7 separate regions of the Mus musculus genome follow, and regions 1, 3, 4, 5, 6 and 7 are each linked to region 2. The links are chromatin contacts, called in public HiChIP or PLAC-seq and promoter capture Hi-C maps. All regions are on one chromosome and are shown on one strand. The core of a region is the stretch at or near the end of the contact, and the rest is flanking DNA. Distances in the headings are between cores, read along the strand shown.

The links. Promoter capture Hi-C pulls out the DNA fragments that hold promoters and counts their contacts. HiChIP or PLAC-seq counts read pairs in DNA pulled down with a chosen protein or histone mark.
Region 1: a promoter capture Hi-C map of hippocampal neurons shows a contact between it and region 2, with 2.5 times the contacts expected there. The contact joins the enhancer-like site here to the promoter of Msl1 in region 2. A contact is called at or near these places in 5 of 39 promoter capture datasets (embryonic stem cells, hippocampal neurons, liver and 2 more), 3 of 115 datasets of contacts at active chromatin or transcription factors (bone marrow-derived macrophages, large pre-B cells and pancreatic cancer cells) and 1 of 9 other capture datasets (pancreatic islet).
Region 3: a contact with region 2 is called in a FOXA1 HiChIP or PLAC-seq map of pancreatic cancer cells. The contact joins the promoter of Tns4 here to the promoter of Msl1 in region 2.
Region 4: a contact with region 2 is called in a promoter capture Hi-C map of embryonic stem cells. The contact joins the promoter of Grb7 here to the promoter of Msl1 in region 2. A contact is called at or near these places in 4 of 39 promoter capture datasets (embryonic stem cells, liver and pre-B cells), 8 of 484 Hi-C or Micro-C datasets (embryonic stem cells, liver and stem cell-derived epiblast-like cells), 3 of 115 datasets of contacts at active chromatin or transcription factors (embryonic stem cells, memory CD8 T cells and pancreatic cancer cells) and 1 of 9 other capture datasets (liver).
Region 5: an H3K4me3 HiChIP or PLAC-seq map of embryonic stem cells shows a contact between it and region 2, with 3 times the contacts expected there. The contact joins the enhancer-like site here to the promoter of Msl1 in region 2. A contact is called at or near these places in 5 of 39 promoter capture datasets (the 3T3-L1 cell line, cranial neural crest, frontonasal cranial neural crest and 2 more), 2 of 484 Hi-C or Micro-C datasets (embryonic stem cells and uterus) and 5 of 115 datasets of contacts at active chromatin or transcription factors (embryonic stem cells, microglia, neural tube and 2 more).
Region 6: a FOXA1 HiChIP or PLAC-seq map of pancreatic cancer cells shows a contact between it and region 2. The contact joins the promoter of 1700003D09Rik here to the promoter of Msl1 in region 2. A contact is called at or near these places in 1 of 15 datasets of contacts at CTCF or cohesin (embryonic stem cells), 4 of 484 Hi-C or Micro-C datasets (embryonic stem cells, myeloid progenitors and nephron progenitors), 3 of 115 datasets of contacts at active chromatin or transcription factors (cardiomyocytes, memory CD8 T cells and pancreatic cancer cells) and 1 of 9 other capture datasets (liver).
Region 7: a FOXA1 HiChIP or PLAC-seq map of pancreatic cancer cells shows a contact between it and region 2. The contact joins the enhancer-like site here to the promoter of Msl1 in region 2. A contact is called at or near these places in 1 of 15 datasets of contacts at CTCF or cohesin (the NIH/3T3 cell line), 1 of 484 Hi-C or Micro-C datasets (embryonic stem cells) and 2 of 115 datasets of contacts at active chromatin or transcription factors (extraembryonic endoderm stem cells and pancreatic cancer cells).

What each region holds. Positions count from the first base shown.
Region 1 is chr11:98,318,072-98,320,771 of GRCm38.p6, reverse strand. No RefSeq gene overlaps it. Among named protein-coding and RNA genes, the nearest start is that of Gm31317, 5.3 kb to the right of the region's middle. Within about 2 kb of position 1,426, at least 12 of the 459 cell types and tissues checked have an H3K27ac peak or open chromatin away from gene starts, as enhancers often do. A contact at or near this core is called in hippocampal neurons, where this site is marked.
Region 2 is chr11:98,794,100-98,796,799 of GRCm38.p6, reverse strand. Msl1 (male specific lethal 1) reads right to left here and starts at 1,284. Exons shown (of 9, transcript NM_028722.3): 1 at 196-1,284. The coding sequence starts at 969.
Region 3 is chr11:99,087,965-99,090,664 of GRCm38.p6, reverse strand. It overlaps Tns4 (tensin 4), which reads left to right and starts at 1,359. Exons shown (of 13, transcript NM_172564.3): 1 at 1,359-1,426.
Region 4 is chr11:98,445,556-98,448,255 of GRCm38.p6, reverse strand. It overlaps Grb7 (growth factor receptor bound protein 7), which reads right to left and starts at 1,422. Exons shown (of 15, transcript NM_010346.2): 1 at 1,007-1,422. It also overlaps a transcript of Mien1 not described here.
Region 5 is chr11:99,141,537-99,144,236 of GRCm38.p6, reverse strand. It overlaps Ccr7 (chemokine (C-C motif) receptor 7), which reads left to right. Exons shown (of 3, transcript NM_007719.2): 3 at 1-38. Among named protein-coding and RNA genes, the nearest start is that of Ccr7, 12 kb to the left of the region's middle. Within about 2 kb of position 1,361, at least 69 of the 459 cell types and tissues checked have an H3K27ac peak or open chromatin away from gene starts, as enhancers often do. A contact at or near this core is called in embryonic stem cells, where this site is marked.
Region 6 is chr11:98,356,946-98,359,645 of GRCm38.p6, reverse strand. It overlaps 1700003D09Rik (RIKEN cDNA 1700003D09 gene), which reads left to right and starts at 1,363. Exons shown (of 3, transcript NR_045477.1): 1 at 1,363-1,409. Ppp1r1b (protein phosphatase 1, regulatory inhibitor subunit 1B) reads right to left here. Exons shown (of 7, transcript NM_144828.2): 6 at 2,699-2,700; 7 at 1,850-2,613. The coding sequence ends at 2,576. Stard3 (START domain containing 3) reads right to left here and starts at 1,278. Exons shown (of 15, transcript NM_021547.3): 1 at 1,138-1,278.
Region 7 is chr11:98,393,863-98,396,562 of GRCm38.p6, reverse strand. The region is part of intron 3 of Pgap3 (post-GPI attachment to proteins 3); the gene reads left to right. Among named protein-coding and RNA genes, the nearest start is that of Pgap3, 5.3 kb to the left of the region's middle. Within about 2 kb of position 1,267, at least 32 of the 459 cell types and tissues checked have an H3K27ac peak or open chromatin away from gene starts, as enhancers often do. A contact at or near this core is called in pancreatic cancer cells, where this site is marked.

The DNA of each region.
Region 1 (2,700 bases), core at 177-2,676, 480 kb after region 2:
TGATCATTTTGTAGAAAATGACAGAAAAATTCTTCTGCCGCTTTTCTTTGGTGTTGCCGAGGGGAGGAAAAAAAAGAAGAAGAAGAAGAAGCTCCCGCCTGCCCAAGCCCTGAGCTTGATGCACCTCCACCACCCCAGAGCCCTGGCGCTGAGCCCAGGTCGCCCCCTGCCCACCCTTCACTCGCATGTCTGTGCCAGTCTGTGCCACTCAGCCGGTGCCCGGTGCCCAGTGCCAGGCGCGGGGGGGAAGGCGGGGAGGAGCCGAGGCTCCAGCTTAAATTCCATGGCATCTGTTCATTATTATACAGTGAGGATTTTTATATGGACAGCTAAATTAAAGACAGATTTTTGCCAGAATTGCAGATCCCATAAAAATGATGACACAGGATGGGGGGGCTTTCTCTTTTTTTAAAAAAAAGAAAGATTAAAACCACAACATAACAAACCTCACCTCAGACCCCTCTGTGCCCCAGTCCTCTGACTTTTGATTTTTCTTTGCCCTTTTACCCATCTTTTCCTCTAGTGGCTCTAAGAGAATCCAACCCCTGTCCCTGCACTGCCCTCCATTCCCAGATAAACACAGAAACCCAGTGACCATCCGCTTGTCCCCCAAAGGGGCAGGAGAGCCAGCTCAGGCCCCTGGGATCAGTGTGAGGACAGGAGTTGTATCTGGCCTGGAGAACAACACAACTTTCCTCTGTACTGTGGTGCTTGGCGGGTCTTCAAGCTAAAGGTCTTGGAGGCATCAGGTCTTCAGACCAGGTATTGGGGGGTCATCAGCTCAGGGATAATGCCTGGGCAGCACCCATTTCTTCATTGCTGATGGAGAAGATAATGCAATTGGGTATCCTGGGTGATTTTTCCACTTGTGGAAGTTCCTACATTTTAAATCTCACAGATTCTAGGATGGCTGGAGCCTGCACCTGGATGATATGTTCTAGGGTTCCTGAGGTTGCCGAATCTCTAGAATTCCAAGAGTCCTGTGCCAGGGGAGGTTGGTCTAGACTTCGGCGGTTCTGTACCCTACTTTGAAGCTGTAGCATGATATTTTAGGGCCCACGGGGCTCTTGGAGAAGGTTTGGCAGAAGCAGAAAACATCAGGAGAAGAGATGGGGCCACTCAGAGGAATTCTGAAAATGTCCCCTGAAGCCAGTGGGAGCCAGTTTTTTCCTTAAAAAAAAAAATGTTTTCAGGGCAAGTTAAATATATGCAGGGCAAGTACATATGTGCAGAATTCTGTGTCCTCTAGACAATTGTTGTCTGCGTGTCTGTCTGTCTGTGACTCTGTCTGTGTAGCTGTCTGCTTGTCTCTCTCGAATTCGGAGCTGACAGAATTCCTATCAAAAGAGTGAAGGCAGGACATCTGTGTGCCGAATGACTGTGCCTACTCGAACCTGCCAATCGCTCCTGGCACGAACTGGGTAACAAATGCCTGTTACCTCGGAATGCTGGCGGGTGGGGGAGGGGGAGGACGCCTGGCACCACCCGGGCTGTCAAGCTCTGCCAAGACCCCCTCCTGCCGGCTGCGGGTCTCGCCCCCTTCCCTGAGTTGGGGGTCCACGGAATTTGGATTATTTATTAATTAGCAGTAATTTGAAAATTTGGGTGTCTCAGCCTGGTGACCCCTTCTCTGCTTTTAGAACCTTAATCCCTTCTCCTATCCTGCCCTCCCCACTTTCTGGATTAACTCTGGGTTTCTACTAAGGGCAGGCGGCCAGTTGTTGGGGAAGGGGCTCATGGAATGCAGGGAAAAGGGTCTCTAGAGGGAAGAATTCCGCCAAAGTTGCCAGGAGGAGTTTCTCTTGCAAAGTGTGAGGGTCTGGGCAGAGGTTCTGCGTAGACGTGGCTGTTTGGCTGGGCTGTGGAGTGGGGCAGAGCTGAAGAGAGGCAGAAACCATGGAGAGGTGGAGCTAAGGAAACAGAAGAAAAAGAGGACGAGGGGAGGAGGTAGGAAGCTGAGGTGAGGCGAGCAGGTTCTCTCTGTGCAGAAGCCGGTGCCACCACCTTGCTGGCCTCCAGAGCAGGCTGTGCTCCGAGATCCATCAACTGGTTCTGCTGTGGGATGGGGGGAGGGGAGAAGAGAGCGCCACTGTCACAGCCGGTGCCAGCTGGGGGTGGGGTATTGAGAGGAGGGGCCGAGAGCACATCTAAAATTCCAAGACATCTGTTCACCCAAGGAGGAGAAGCCGCGCTCAAGAAGGCAGGGCACCCTTGCCTCACCCGCTCTGTAGCCATTTGTGCCAGGGAGGAACCCTCACTTCAACCCACCCCAGACCACCAAAGCAGGCCTGTGGAGACTAGGGGGTGGGATGCCAAGTCTGTGGAGACTAGGGGTTGGGGTTGGGGTTGTGCACAAACTGCTGCCCTTCTGATGGGCTCTCAAATTGGGGGACGGGTAGAGAATAAGGTTCAGGAGAGGGCTGTATGGGGCAGAAATCCTGAAAGGCATGTTTTGAAGAGAGTAAAGAGTGCTGGAAGAGGTTCTCTGGCCCCTGGTACCCATAGACCCTACACACACACACACACACACACACACACACACACACACACACACACTCACACACTTCTCCAGTCATCACAAACTTCAGATGTTAAGCTTCCCACTTCTGTAAACACACAAGTCTACATAACTGGCCTCTCACATGCCACATGCTCAATTATTTACCTGCTCAAACAACTTTATTGGAGTTCTTGATCTAT
Region 2 (2,700 bases), core at 35-2,534:
TTTAACCCTTCCTTCCGACCCAACGTGTCAGTGATGCCAGGCTCCTAACGACCCAACATCTAAGGCACTCTTTAGCTGGTGGCCAACTTCCTCTAACCCTAACCGAGCGGGGACCTCTGCCTCCTACAGCCCCCTTCCCCCGAGCATGCGCAGAGCTCGCTCTCCATCCCTAATGCAGATTAACCCCTCCCGTACCGTATCTCTCTCGGACTTCAGCTCCTCTATCTCCTTCTCCTTGGCCTGCAACTGCTGCTGCTGCTGTTCGATGAGGTCCAATTGCAGCAGAAGGATCTGTTTGAGGCAGGCGGCCTGACTGGAGGCTCCCGAGCCGCCGCCACCCCCGAGAGGGCTCTTCCTTATACTCTTCCATCTGCCCTCACTGGCCGCCAGGGTCCCAGCAGTGGCGGTGGGCGCGAGGGGTGGTGGCCCGGGCAGAGGTAGTGGTGGGGGTCCCGCCGGGTCCGAGGCGGTGGCAGCTGGGGGAGCCGCCCCACCCTTGTCCCCAGCCCAGGGCGTAGGCTCTTTGGCCGCCGCCACCACGATAGAGCCCGTCTGAATGGGCAGCACCGCCTGATACTTGGGCCGGGGGCTGCAGCCAGCGCCGGCTGCGACTGGCTCCCCGCCGATGCCGGCTTGTTTAGTAGCTGGGGGCGGACAGGGCAAGGGCACCGAACCGCCCCAGCTCTCTTCCTGCTGCCCGGGGGCCGCCCCGGCTGGGAGTAACAAGCCCCGGCCCTTGCCGCCGCCGCAGCCGGCTGGAGAGGGCGAGGGGCTCCCGCCCTGGGAAGAGGCCAGCGGGGGCCCCGGCTCCTTGAGCTTACGATGCCGGGGGAGGAAATGGGCTTCGGCCGCCCCGGACTCGTCCTCGGGCCCGCCCAGCGCCGCAGCCCGCTCGTAGTCCAGTCGCTGCTCGGGGTTGCCGCCGGCAGGGGCCGCGGCCGCCTTGAACACTGCGGATCTCATGGTCATAGTGGTCCGGAGCAGCGCGGGGGACCGAGACGGAGGAGGGGGTGGGGAAGGGGCGAGGTGCGGGGGGTCGAGGACGGAGGAGGGGGAGGGGAGTTTGGCGGGCTCGGCTCAGCAGAGCAGCCGCAGGCCTCCGCTAACGCGGCTTCTCCGAGGCCCGGGCGCCATCCCGCCGGCGAGCGGAGAAGTGGAGGCCGCAGCTGAGGCCCGCCGCCGACCCATGGTGGCCTCGCCGCCGCCTCTGCTGCCGCCACCGTCGCCTTCGCCGCAGAGGCAGGAGCTCGCACCCAGCCGCCCCCGAGCTCATCCCCGGAGCTCGCTTCGGCCCCCCCTGCCCGGCCGGGCCCGCCTCGTCTCCCCACCCCGCACCCCCCCTTCCCCGCCCCGGCCCCCCGCCCCGGAGCTCGCCTCAGCCGCCCCGAGCCTCCATTTCCCCCCCCTTGCTCCTCCTCGGGAGGGGGTGGGAGGGACGGGTCCGCCCAGAGCCCTCCTACTCCGGGAGGGGGGGTCTGCCGCCTCCCCCGGGGGTTCTCCGCGCCGCCGGGTCCCCCTCCCCCACAGTCACCCCCGACTCCTCGGCGTTTCCCTTTAAAAAAAACGGAGCCGCCGCAGCCGCCGCCACCGCCGACCGGAGCGCGCATGCGCCGAGAGGGCAGCGGGCGGGAGCGAACCGGGAGCGGAGAGGAGGGAGGCGGGTAGCGCTATTGTGAAAGGGGCCGCGGCTACCGCTGCCGCCGCGAGGGGGAGGGGACCGAGGCGCGGGGGCCCACGAGGGGAGGTCGGGGACGAGGGCGAGGACGCAGGAGCGGGCGAAGGTGGGCTGCCGAGGCAGGGGCGGGCTGGGGAGGGAAGAAGGGCGAGGGCGGCCGCTGGTGGTTGGGGAATGCGGAGGATCCCCGGCAAAACCAAGTGCGAGAGAATGGGGTTGGGGAGGAAGGAAGGAGGTAGATGCTCCCGCCCCTCGCGGACGCCTACCGACCGCTCTGCTGAGCCGGCCTTCGTCGGATAGCCCTTCCCTGGCGACCTGGCTACGCGCCTGGCCCACACCGGAGCCCCGCGCGCCTTCGGGACCGGCCCCGACCCAGGCTCCCTTGGAGCCTGCGGCTGTTTCATGGAGTAGAAGTCAAGCTTCCACCCTCTAGGCTCCCTGGCGGTCCCACATGGGTTGGGGAAAGAAGTGAAGTTCTTTGTCTCTAAGGGATCCAGCACAGAAATGGAGGGACCTCTGGTTCCCAGAAGCAGCAAAATCCATGATGTCTGCTGCCCAGGGAGTTGTAAGCACAACCTTGGGGTGAAGTACTGCCAACTACCGACAGTTGTTTCCCAAGCAGCCATGTCTCCAGCCTTCTTAAGCTGTAGCTACTCCTAGCATCTTCTGGAAAAAGATTCAAGAAATCTATGGAGAGATGTATGCCGGTGTTAGGACTAAGTGTTCTTTAGGGCCTTCTATTGGAGCACTTCCCAATTCTCCAGGTTCATAGTGTCTGTGTGCCTTAATTTTCCAAGCAACTTTAGCCACTAAGTCCTCATAGTTCCCTATGGAAAAAACATGTACATAGTTGTAAATTAATTGGTTGCTTATCTGTCTGAAGTGCACTTCTAAAATTTTTTTATAGGAGATAGGTATAGTGGTCTACACCTTTAACCCCAGCCCTTGTGAGGCAAAGACAGGAGAATGTGTGAGTTCGGGGCCATCTTGGTTCACATAGCAAGTTCCAGGACAGGGCTACATAT
Region 3 (2,700 bases), core at 110-2,609, 290 kb before region 2:
CATCACGGCGTCAGACTGAGGAAGACAGTCCTACCAAACATAGACAGGTATGTCATCCTGTTGGCAATACTGGCTGCGTCCAAAAGTGGGAGTGGAGAGAAGAGATGGGCCGCTGAAACTGAAATCAGTGTTCTGGGCTAGTTAAGCTGGAGGAAGTGGCTAAGTGTGAACCAAAAATGGTTAACTGCAGAGAGAGAAAATTTTTTTAAAAAAATCAAATCTAGGGCTTCCTACACGCTGGGCAAGCAACAACGGAGCTCCAATGGCAGAGCCATTTCTCCTCCATGTAGCCCACCCTTCCACCCAAGAAACTCAGCAGTCTTCCCTCCTACTCGCCCATAAAGCTAAAGCCTACAGACCATGTCCACCTTAGCTTGCCGCAGCTAGCCAGTTTCTTCCTTCAAGGATACATTAGGTATTCGTCAAGTCTGGCATCTGCTGCATCATATGAATACCGGAGGACGCCTTTCAATGTTACCTGTACCGCTTGACCCTAGCTTCCTCCTGTGGCAGGCGCACTGTCGCATCATGGGTCTTCAGAAACAATCCAGAAAGTAGACTGCAGAGCCCAACGGAGATGCTGAGCCACCCACTCTCAAGATCAGGCTGAAAACACTTTCCTCCAACCTGCTCAGATGGGGGTCTGAGTGTCCCTCACCCTGGCTGGACATTCCCTAACAGCATCCTAAGGAACCCCTGGCAGGGAGGAAGTCGTAGACATGGAAATAGGAGAGGATGCTTAGCAGAGCTTCCTAGGAGGGTGAATCATTGAGAAGCAGGATATCAAGCCCTAGGCAGAGCCCTCCAGGGCCTTCCACTTCTTCCCTTAGGCCAGAAGCCTTGTTCCCAGGCTGGAGGTGGCCTTACAACAGGACAGAAGGAAGAAAAGACCATGAGTGAGCCTCACAGAGGCATCCAGAGCCATAGCATAGGTCTGGGGAAGGGTTTCCTACCCACTAGCGTCCTTTACCAAGACCCAAGCTCTCCCTTCTCACTGTCTCTGCCAACCTACTGTTTCCTCCTTCCTACATAAGGTGAGAGGGAGGCCAGCGGCAGCACAACTCTGTCTAGGCATCACGGTACACGGGAGGGCCAAGTTAGGAGCTTGGGGCCCCTACACACACACACACACACACACACACACACACACACTCACTTACTCATCCCTAACCGGTGCTTGCATCCCCCACCCCTAACACACACCTCTCCCAGCCTGTTCCTGCCCCACCTGAGCAGTTAGGACACCTCTGGGGCGGGGCCAGCGACTGTCAAGGCCACGTGTAGGGCCATAGGGGAGAAGCGGGGCGGGCAGAAGGCGGGCTATTTTTAAGGCGAGTAAGGTTTGCTGGCTCCTCCTCTTGCAGTTTACCTGGCCTCAGCACAGTTCAATCCTGAGAGTCTTGAGTGGAACAGCGGCCACGAGCAGGTAGGTGTTTTACTCACTGGGTGAGGTTGGGGGAACCTAGTTCTGTCTGAGCTTAAACTAGAGCTAAGTCTGCATCCCGGGTGCACAGCTAATAGAATCCAAGGCCACGAAAGAAAAAGCTGGCCTTGGGATCTTGGACATCAGATTAGAGCCTGGATAGACCCAGGTCTCCTAACTCCTAAACAGAGCACTAAGCCAGTCTAGGAGGCTGTCCTCTGCCTGCTGCCCTAAGTGAAGCCACATGGCTTCTAGGGAGGCAAGGGACAATGAGGAAGGAGTAGGCTCAAATGATGGGTATCCTGGGCTTGTGTGGTGGGGGGAGACTGGGACTCCATCCTCTGCCTTCTCTACCTGGGCTCCTATGAGGTAAACCAGGATGACCATGAGGGCTTTCCAGCTGCCCCAGGAGTTCCCTGCCCCCCAGAGTTTTGAGGAGGGAAAGTGAAAGGAACAAGAGTTAGATTCTGAAGACGAGAAGGTAGGAGGGAGCTGTAAATAGGGCAGAGATAACTGGAATCCTTCCTAAGACACACACACACATACAATCTGAGCCCAGGCACTCCTCTCTAAGACGTAGAGCAGGGCTGGGAGGCCCTGGAGTGTATAGCCACATCTCAGAGGAGCAGACAGAGTCTGAGCCTGAGCCCAGGGGTGACTTGGGAAGGTCAAATGAGAAGGTGCAGAAGGGTTTCCTGTTCTCAGCATCTCTCCCTGAAGTTCAGTATCTGCTGGGTCCAGACAGAGAATAGAGGGTGATCCTGTGGGACATTTAGAGACAAGAGTACCTCCCACGAGATTCAGGACATACACTTGTAGCCTGGGCAAGACCCTCAGCCCTGTCAGCACTCCCCCATCAGAACTGTTGGGAAAAAGAGTGAGGGTCTGTTAATTATCAAGTCACCATCAGACAGATAAAACCTCTGAGATCTGCTCAGAGAAGGACGTATCCTTATGCACAAAGGCAGCGGCTGGGCCACCTTGAGTCCTGGTCGTGGGGAATGCTCAGCTTCAAGTACACCCTGCTCGGAGTCTCCCAGCTTCCTCTTTAGGCCTGGCAGTGAATCCTGCCAGCTGTGCCTGGCTCCTTGGACTCTTGGAGACTTTGTGGGAAAAGCTGTGTCTTGGGCTCTGTGTCCTCGGCTGCCCCCAAGGAAGGCGCTCAGAGGCCAGCACCATTCCACTGCCATTTGTAGATTTGATTCACCACATGACTTCTCCACACCAGCATGAGCGCCCCCTCCTCTTGTTCCCCACCACTACCCAACCCCCCCCCC
Region 4 (2,700 bases), core at 173-2,672, 350 kb after region 2:
TTAGCACGCGCTATTGGGGGAGAGCAGAGTCCAAGCTAGACAGACTCATGACCCAGAAGGCATTGCATTCTTGGGGGGAAAAGAGGGAGAAAAGGTTGAAAATACTATCAGCTGTCCCTCAGATGCACTCTGTCTCCATCCTACCATGAAAACCCAGACCTAACTAGGTCTTTCCCCCAACTTCAGCCTCAGGCAGGCCCACATACCCGGCCATACACTGTTTTCCAGGCCCCGAACTGCAGACCTTCACACTACACCCACCCCTCTAGCTTTCTTTGTCCACACTCATTTGCAGCCAGGAGGGATCCGCAGCCTGCTGAGCTTCCGTATCGGAGATGGGACCACAACGTGGAGAGATGCAGTTCCAACCATTGCGGGAGTCGCTCTCCCTTACTCCCCTCCGAATGGGAACCCCAGATTGTAGTAAACTGAGCTCAATAAGGTATTGAAGGGCAACCTCCGGATCTAGCACCCCCTACTAACTGGTGTTGGGTAAGAACTAGTTTTAGCCGGAAAGTCAAGATTTCAGGTGATGGAGAGACCTTACCTCGGGTCTCAGGGAGCAAGATGAGGAAGGGGAAGGATTGGTGATGCCAAGCAACAAACAAAACAAACAATGCAGCGCAGAGAGCATCAGGAGTGTGACTCTTTCCTTAGGGACCCAGACCTAACTTGCATCCCATCCCATCCCATCCCATCCCCCAAGATGAAGTTCCCGCTTCCGCCTTTACCCAGACCATAGCTCACCTGCCTGAGGCCACCGGTTTAGGGAGGAAGATTCCAGGCCTTAACTATCACCCACCCCCCTTCTCCCCCACCCCCACCCCCACCCCCCGCCTCTGGCCTGACCTCGCCGAGAGAGGGCGGTCAGGGGGGAGAGCGTGGCAGCCTCCCGGCCATCTAACTGGGCAGCAGGCCAGATCCGCTCGATGCAGGCACAACCTGGGGCCCTCGGTGAGGCTGGGGGTAGGAGCAGATTATCTAAGACCGATCTCGGTCGGCTTACCTGGAGCACCTCCAACAGAAGGAGCCGGACACCCGGCCCAAAGTCTGGCTCTGTCTAGAGATCCCAGACACTTAGATTTGATTTCGAATCCTTTCTCTCTTCTCTACAGATGGTAGAAAGGCTATCCCGCCTTTGGAATGTTGAGGCGGGAGAATATAGAGCGAGCCCTGCGTATCCAGATTCCAGGCCCAGGGAAACTAAAATTATCTCGGGCAGGTAAGGGCGGAGCCTGAGAGGCTCCCTGGAGAAGGAAGCGCAGGAGGAGGGGTGGAGACTCCTCACAATGCACCGCCTCGAATTGCTCTTGCCCTTCCTACTGAGCAGCAGGTGCTAGGAGAGAGGGAGAGAGAGAGAGAGAGCAGGTGCCCCGGAGAGAACAGGCTGGACAGAGAAAAATCTAGAATCCTGACTACATGGGAAGGGGAGTTTGGAGGCTGTTTGTTAAACGCGAATGGTCCCGCCCACTCCTACTCGTCCCATTCCAATGATGGTCAGTTCATTGGTCAAGCTAGGGGGCCGTCTTCAGCTCGGATCTCACCCCCTAGGGCAAAGGGCACTGGGCTTAAAAGGGAAGCCAGAAGAGGTGCTCTGCCCTTTGACCTCCAACCACAGTCCAGCCGCCCAGGCTGTTGTCCTGGCCCTGCTAAAATACCCAAGGTGCACCCTCTCTTCCGAGGCAAGTCCAGGGTCTCACCTTCCTAGTTTCAAGTTTAAGAGTGGCAAGGTGGCCTAGTGGGAGGGGCCACAGTTCTGGTGACCGTTGTGGCCTGATGCAGATGGCTTCTATTACAGCAGTTACTCCAGCTTTCTGGTTCAGCTCACAGCAAACATTGGAGGATCAGGAAGAGGGGTTGAGAGTCCCCAGATCAAAGGCAGCGGGCCACCTCCCAGCTTCCTATGGCTAAGAGTTAAGAAAACAAACAAGCCACTGGGGCGATAAGGGGTCTGCCCTGAGGAAGCACAGCCTCCCTTAGCTTTTCCGCTTGAAAAACTAATGTGGAAAGCCACCGTGGAAGTGTGTGCCTTTTAATCCCAGCTCTCTAGGGGCAGGGGCAGGTGGATCTCTGTGAGTTCGAGGCCAGCATGGTCTACATGGACAGTGAGGACTGTACAGAGAAGCCCTGTTTCAAAAACAGAGTGACGACAGACAGACAGACATCAGACAGACTAGTATGAATAGAGCAAAGCAAAAAGGTGAGGAAGGGGCAGGTTGCTTGGGCCAGGAAGCAATTTGAACAAATTGCAGGAGACAATTTCCTCATTTCCAACCTAGCAGACCTGTGCTTGGCGCTGGGTATACAGAGCAAAACAACAAAAACAGACCCGCCCTTTGCTGGCTGCAACCCAGTCGGGGAGACTGACCTTTAAGAGTCACACAAATAAGAAATGACAGGTGACAAGTTTGCCAGGTGAGTGACTCACAGGAGGCAGGGAAGGCCATGAAAACAAAGCCAGGGAGGACCTGGCAGTGAGTGGGAACCAGAGGGGTTAACCTGCCATGGTGGACCCCCAGTGTGGAGAAGCAGCTGCTGGGAGGGAATGCAGAAGAGAGTGGGGGTGGACAGGAACGGAGGCCATCAGGTAGTCTGGGCAGGTCTTGCAGGTACGGGAGGGGTGGAGGGAAAACACTGCAGCTCTTAAAAGGGGGGAACACAGTCTCTTAAGCTGCTCTGGAAAGAGCAGACCCGTGGGCC
Region 5 (2,700 bases), core at 112-2,611, 350 kb before region 2:
AAATAAAAAAAAAATTTTCCCTCGAGGAAACAACTTGGAAAGAAGGGAGGAAATTCCTTGGTTAAATGGCGAGTGAGTGAGTTGTCCCCCCATTCCACCTGAGAGTCCTGCGCCCCACACCCCTCCGCCCCAGCCTTCCTTTCTCAGCACTCAGAACCATGAGGTCACAGAGCCTCTCCGGAGATGCAAACCCAGGAGGCTGCAAGAGGTGGAAAAAGAGCGAAGACAGGATGTCTGTCTTGCACATACACCTGCAGAGCCCGTGGGATGGGACCTAGGCCCTTACAGGCAGCAGTATACATAGGAGAGCACTCTGAGTATGGAAAGACGAGGTTGTCCCAGGAACTCCTGTGTCTGGGAACTCAGAGGAACCCCGGGTTGGGGGGAAATGGACACCTGCATCCTGTTGTGTTTGCTGTAACAGGATAGCCCGGAAACAGCCCTAACTCTTGTCAGGCCCCTTCAGACTTGCGTACATTCCTCTAAGAACTCCAGTTTGGTGGGAAGCTCAGACAGAGGTCATGACATTCTAGAGTAAGGGAACTAGGGACTAGTCAGATGCCACAGGCTGGATGGGACTCTGCAGGGTGTTTGAGAGCTAGGACCACTCGGTCCCCTCCTTTCTACCCACTAGTAACAGAAGTTACTGTTACCAGCCTGACCCCTAAGTGCCTCTGTAGTGCGAGTCTCAGTCCATCCCCGTTTCCTGTAACAAAACACTGCGGTCTGCGGAACTTATACACAACAGGAATCTATCTCTCACCATTCTAGAAGTGAGACAACTTCCACTCTAGTATCTCCCAAGTCCATTTATAAGGCCTTAAATCCATTCATCAGGGTGGAGCCTTCACGGCCAGCCAGTTATCTCTCAACCACCCCACCCTCCAATACCATCATCCCTAGGGTTCAAATTCAAACACAGGCCTATTGGAGGGACACACACATTCAAAAGACAGCGGTGTGGAAAGCAGAGGGAGAGGGCCAGACTCTGTCGCCCCTCACTCCATCCCCACAGGCCAAGTGTCCTTGTCATTGTGTCCCAGTGTCTAACCAAAGCCCTAATTTCCCCAAGCCCGAGAGCTTGGTCCAAACTATGATACCTGGGCAAATGTCCAATGGCTTAGCACCCGAATAGCTCTGAGCCTGGCGGTAGGATGGGGGTGGGGGGTGGGAGAGAGAGGTGAGACATTCACACAAAAACATAGTTCCAATCCCCCCCCCCAAGAAAAAAGAAAAATGGAGCCTGTTCCATAACAGTGCTCATTCTCTAAGCTTGTAACCACAAACACCCATTACCCTCCTCCACAGGATGCATGGGGCTAGAAAGACTTTAACACAATTTGTCAGGCGGCCTCCCGGTCTGGAATCAGCATCGTGGGAGGAACGAGGCTGGCTCAAGTGCAGGCAGTGGCTGGTGGCGGGTGGCGGGTGGCGGGTGGCGGGCAGCTTTCGGGATGCTGGTACTGAATATTAAAAAGGTTCAGTTGCGACTGTGTGACCACAAGCACGCTGCAAGAAGGCGATGCCACTGGCCACGGTCATCCCCAAGGGGAACCTGCCAGAGTGCACGTGGCTTTGTAGATCCTAATGAAGTTACAGATGGGAAAACAGCCCTCGATTCCTACCAGGGAGGAAATAATGGAGGGATCACGGAAGGGGAAGCTGGGCCAACCACACAAGCATGCCACCCTGGCCTCAAATACATTGCGCTAGTATAACTGGACATCTCCAAATATTTACAGAAACAACAGAACCCCCAGCAATGCTAATTCCCCAAACTGCTGTGTCTCAGAAGTTCTATCCTCAGCTTCACGCTGGCCTGCTGCCTAAGACCTGGCCTGATGCACTCTTGTGCCTACCAAGGGTGATCCCCAGGATACAAGAAAGCACCCTGCCTGAAGCCCACCCAGGTCTTCTTTCTCATTCTGCCCTTCTCGTCTGCTCCATACAACAGCCCCATGCCTCTAAATCTGTGTCCCTTGCCACGCCATCATTCTGCAATTGCCCCAAGCTCCTTCCATTCCACTAACAGTCCCTTGTCCACGCCCCCCACGCCCAGTCCCAACTATGAGTGTGTGTGTGTGTGTGTGAGCGCTCACACACACACACACACACACACACACACACACACACACATCAGCCCTAACTCAGATCCCCCCTGGCTGTGACCCTAGGCCAAATGTAAGACATTCCCAGGTCATGAAACTGCCCTTTCTGCTAGAAGTGCCGAACCTTTAATAGGTTCCTGGAGACCTCAGGAAGCAGGGGCTGACCCCTGTCGTTCTCTAGACAGAGCAAGGAGCTGGCTTGTCCAAAGAGACACAGCAATGAGGGGAGGTTGCTTAAGCTAGCTGTGGAGCCTGAGGGTCTGGCAGAGTTGCCAAAAGGGGGGATGGAGCCTGGCCTACTCTGAATCCCAACCCTGCCGCTCCCCAGCTGTGTGACCTTCAGCTGTTGCTCAACTGCTCTGAATCTCAGATTTCTCAATTGCAAAACAAGGGAGATTTGGGTAAACACTTAGCACAGAGCCAGAATGTTGAGCGAGGCAGCAGCAGGGGAGCTCCCACTCCACAGCCAGATGGCCTGGTTCATGTCTCCGCTCCCTTACGGTGCGGTGCCTCGGTTTCCAAACCTGCATAATGGAGTTATTAGTCGTGCCTGCCTCCCAGGATTGAGGTAAGGAAGCAATTCATCTACAAA
Region 6 (2,700 bases), core at 114-2,613, 440 kb after region 2:
AGGCCCAGCAGATCAGAGAGGAAAGAGGTGCTGCTATATACACGAAGAACCCTATGTGAGCCAGGCACATCTTACAGTAAACAAGCACACAGTCGTTTCCCCACAGGCAATGGGAAGCAAGCAAGTGACATAACCAGACTCGTGATATAAAAGTCTGCAAGAGCTAGATTCTGAAGACTTGCCTGCAAGCAATTAGGACCACAAGCTGCTGGAAATGTCCAGAGACACGTCAACAAGGGTAGTGACAGAGAAGGTTCAGGGAGTTAGCTATACTGGCACCTCTGAGCAAACAGGGTTAAAAGATGTTAAGGCAATTCCGGAGTTTTTCTCCTGGATAAGACAAGAGTGGAAGGATAAATTTACAGAGAAAAGATCAGCTCACGTTTGAAACCTGTGAGATCATCCCAAAGTGAAGGTATCCCATAGGCATAATTGACAGGCAGCTAATTTGGAGCCCAGGAAGGGGATGTGCTGCTATCGTCCATCTGAATATTCAGTGAACGTGAACTTGATGCGACAACAGTGGATGAGGCCATCCAGGATCAATGCACAGTGAGGCGGGTTGGGCCAGCGTGAACGTAAAGAGATTCTTCTGCCCTCTTGTCAGAGAGGTAAGAGGAAAAATCAGGAAATATTGGGGAGTCAAAGGGTGGAAGTATGTCAGGAATGAAAGCCAACAGTAGCAAGCACTTCTGAGAAGAGTTTAAAGAGCCTTCTTTCTGATATCGTTGGGAAGCTATGCGTGGATGTTTCCAACGGAAGTTGTGGGAAACAGCGGGTGGCAGAGAGGCAGCCGATTAGTATGTTTTTCCCTGAGTCTGGCCCCTTCCCACACCCAATTCTGTCCCCCATAATACTTAGATACCGACTCCTTGCCTCTCCTCTTACTATAAAGAAGGCTTAGGAAAGCGGCCGCAGACGTCCTCCGGACCCTCTCGGGTAAAGACCAAGACACCCCCTCCCCAGCCCTGCGCGCGCAGCAGCGAGTGGAGAGGAAGGGGGCGGAACCCGGAGCGCGAGGGGTGTGGGCTGGGTCGGACCGAACCAAAGACGGACACCGGGCAGGAAAGCGGGATCCGTCGGGTAGAGACAGCTCTTGTACCACCGCCCGGTGCCTGCGACCGCCGCACAACCCACCTGCTTCATGTCACCACGGCCCCCACTCTTCCTGCCTCAGCCGCAGTCCCGCTCCACGGCCTGGCAACTCCTCAGAGCGGAAGGAGAGCTCCCGGCGGCGCTACTTCCGCCGCTGAGCCCGTCCCCCCCGAGCCCGCCCCCAAAGCCAACCCGCCCCCCCGAGCCCGCCCCCAAAGCCAATCGGGATTCGTGTGACCCTGAAGCTCCGCCCCGGTCCGCCCCTCTCTCGGAGACGAGGTCCGGAAGCGGAGCCACAACCGAAGTTAAACTGTGTAAGACCGTGCAGGAGCAAGGGATAAAACCCCAGGGTGTCTTGGTTATTAGATCATACAGGCCTGACACTGTGGAGTGAAGGGGAACTGTGTGAGGGCCGATTTGTGAGCACAAGTCCCTTGGAGAAATCCATTTTTCGTTTTTGAGACGTTCTCAGGTTGGCCACGAACTCAGCCTTCCAAGTTCTGAGATTACTGACGCGCAGCACCACATCCATCACACATATTTAAAGGACCTTTGTTCTCCCCTGGCTTTTAGCCATCTCCCTCAGGAGCTAGTATGTCTGCCATGCGTATAGCCTGCAGGAAAGGCTCCTTCCTGGGAAGGGCTGGACACGAGAGGCAAGATCCTGACCCTAAGATAACCACCATTTTTCCTGTCAGAACATACCATTACTTCCCGGTCTCTCCTCCCTCCCCTGAAAGAGGAGTCTCAGGACAATTATTTACAAAGATTTATTACAGCGTAGGAGGGGTTCAGGCCTAGAGTAAGGGAAGAAGGGGAAGGGAACCAAGTTGCTGGAGGACAAGGAGAACCAGGCTCCCCCCACTGTGTGGCCCCCTAAGGACAGATAGTAAGTGCATTCCTGGCACCAAAGCACAAACAAAACGCAGCAAGCAGCCTCTGCCAGTCCATCTTGCAGGCACCCAGCAGGAATGGGATACTAAGGGAGGGACATGTTGAGGCTCTGCAAAGAATGCGTGAGACCTGAGCCCTGGTTGAAGTCTATGAGAGGGTTGGGGACTCAACGCCCACCACTGGTAGGGGAAGGAGGAGATCTCAGGGCACCTGTAGGCTCTCAGTACCTCCTTTCCCCAGATCTTAGGACCTGCCCTGTGGGTCTCCTGTGCCCAGGGGAGAGAATCTGGAGAGGGAGGGGACTTGTGGAGAATAAATGGTTGTTTATGGCCTTCTGGGGTTTCCAGTGTGGGCTCTCTCACCTCCCTACTCCCACCGGGTAAATAGAAGAATGACTGGCAGGGAAAGGCATTGGGGACTCTGGGCTTCAGCCAAAGCAAACAGAGACCAGCCTTAGTCTTCTAAAAGTCAGAAGCCGCAGCCCTAGCAGGTGAAAGACAGGGTACAAAGGAGGGTGGGGACAGAGTGGGTTTCTGGGGAACACTTCCTCCTGGGAGATACAGGGCTCTGAGCTTATGTGCCAGGCTCAGGGGGGGCTGGGATGCTGAGGTTCCTCTCCAGGCTCTGAAAGACAAATAAAGAGGACTCAAGGCCAGGCTTGGCCCATGAGGTTCCCACCCACCTCCCCAGCCCACACTCCAAAGCTCACCA
Region 7 (2,700 bases), core at 18-2,517, 400 kb after region 2:
GTCTCAAAAAAATTTTTTTTTAATTTGAAAGCAAGAGTTATGGCTCATGCCTGCAATTCCAGAACCTGAGACAGGGAGGCAGGTATGAGTCCAAAGCTAGCCTGAGCTACGTAGTACATTCTAGAACAGCGAGTGCTGCTGAGGGGGACCACATGCATGTGGTACCGGGCTTGTTCTCAGCTCTTGACCAGCACGTCCTTGTGGGATCCTGATCATGCGTAAGACTCAGACACACGGGGCTTTGGACCCAGACAACAGCTAACAAGTCAGCAGGGAGAGGAGACAGGGCTAGCCTCTAGCACCACGCCACTGGGCTCCGGGGCCTGAGTGTTCTCTGGGATGAACCCTGGCTGAGCGCTTGCTAAAGGCAGAATCCTAGTTTGCATTTGTGTAGCTGGGGATTCCAGTGCAAAACCCATGCATAGACCCAGTCAGCCTGGGAAGCAGGTCACAGACATACCGGAGAAACTTGGTAAGCCTACGAACTGGAAAGTAGGACACAGGTCCCCTGGTGGGGGGCAGACGCTAAGGCTATTGGGGTCCTTTCTTGCCTTTATGGGGTCTTCTAGAGACACAGGGACACAGAGTCCATTGGTTGGATGATCTCGTTTTTCTTTTTTTTTTTTTTTAGATTTATTTATTTATTATATGTAAGTACACTGTAGCTGTCCTCAGACACTCCAGAAGAGGAAGTCAGATCTCATTACAGATGGTTGTGAGCCACCATGTGGTTGCTGGGATTTGAACTCTGGACCTTCGGAAGAGTAGTTGGGTGCTCTTACCCACTGAGCCATCTCACCAGCCACAAAAGATTTATTTATTTTATTTATATGAGTACACTGTAGATGTCTTCAAAGGGCTTCAGATCCCATTACAGATGGTTGTGAGCCACCATGTGGTTGCTGGGGATTGAACTCAGGACCTCTGGAAGAGCAGTCAGTGCTCTTAACCGCTGAGCCATCTCTCCAGCCCTTGATCTCGTTTTTTCTTTTGCTGAGACAGGGTCTCACTGTTCAGCCCAGGTTGGCCCTTGACGTTCACTCTCCCTGCCTCCGGGCAGCTGGGCATTGCTGTAGTAGGCAGGTACCACAGCGTGTATTCTAGGCTGGATTTCACACTTGCCATTGAGGCCTGTGTTTCTGCCTGGAGGGTGTGGCGGTGGACTTTATCCTGGGCCAGGTCTTCTGGCACAAGCGTGGCTCTCCTTTGTGCTGGGCTGTGTGGATGGGAGGGCCCCCTGCCAGCTCGAGGTTCTGCCATGGGGCAGGGCTGACTTTTCTCTGATAACTCTATCCCTTAGTGACCCTGTGAAACTTCAGCAGAAGAGGGTGGCCCCTGCCTTGCCGTTTAGATCTAGGTTTGGCCTGAACAGGAAGGGCTGTGGAACCTGCCAGAGTTCTACATGCTGTGGCCCTTTGACTTCATGGAATGGGGGAGGAGAGTGGGGGCTGGCCCTCTGCCAAAGCTAGGAGGCCAAACCAATTCCCCACCTTTGTCTAGCAGGGAAAAGTCCTCAGATGTGGATGTGAGATGAGGTGCCAGGCACTGGTCGTATAGTACCACCTCTCTTGAGGGAAGAACAAGAGAAGAGATAGGCTGAAACTCTAGCAGAATAGTGGCTAGCCTTCAGGAAGGACTTCCCAACTGTCAGACAAAAATCTAGTGAAACAAACAATGTTAGGAAATAAGAAACCTTTTTAAAAATCTTGATTGATTTGTGAATATAGGCGTGCAATGAGTGTTCCTGCCATGGCTCATGTTAGACTGGAAGATTATTATTACGTTACTGGCTCTCTCCTATCCTGTAGGTACTGGGGTTTGAGCTCAGTTCTTCAGGCGTGGTACAAGTACCTTCACCCAAAAATGTCTCACTAGCCCAGGAATCCTTCTTTGATGAAGGGAAAAACAACCCGCCTCCCCATGGAGGGAGCCCAAGGCAGTCTGACTGTGGCCCCCGTGGCCCTGAAAAGGCAACAGACATCATATTTAACATTCTGCCTCCCCCACTTCTGAGACACCAAGCTATTTAAAGATCCACTTGTCCCCACCGTGATGGTGTCAATGACAGCCCCGAGCACTGGGGCTTAACACTGGGGTCAAATTCCTGACAGATCTGGCTCACTTGGCATCCAACCAGTTTCACGGCTGTGATATTTTTGTCTGTTTTTGTATTTGCCAGCAAAACTAAACCAGCCAGCCCCCTGCCTCCCTGCACCCACCTCTTGTCCCCTCACCCCCCGACACCACTGCCACCCTGGCCCATGTCCTCCATTCTCATTGTTTACGCATGATTCTCACCTCCCCTGTGGCCCCTCCCACCACACTGGGCACAGCCAAGGAATATAGAACAGTTGTGTATGTGTGGGGGTTTCCCTGTCCATCTGTCCTCTGTTTGCATCTGACTATAAGCTCTGAGGAGAAACAGCACCTGCTGGGACCACACTGATGGGACAGGGGAGCCATCCATGCTCATGGGACAGTGGCTTGGGAGCACAAAAATGGGTTCTTCCCATATTTTGCACTGTAGGAGCCGGGGTCCCAGAGCCCCACAGTTTAATCTTGAATTTGGTGGCCCTTGAGGAAAAAGAAATGAAAGGACATGGTGGAGTCAGCCTGGTGAATGAGATGGAGAAAACCTAGATTCCTAGTTTACCTGTGTACCAGGCAGCAGCAGTAGAAACCGCAGGTAGTGGGAAACTG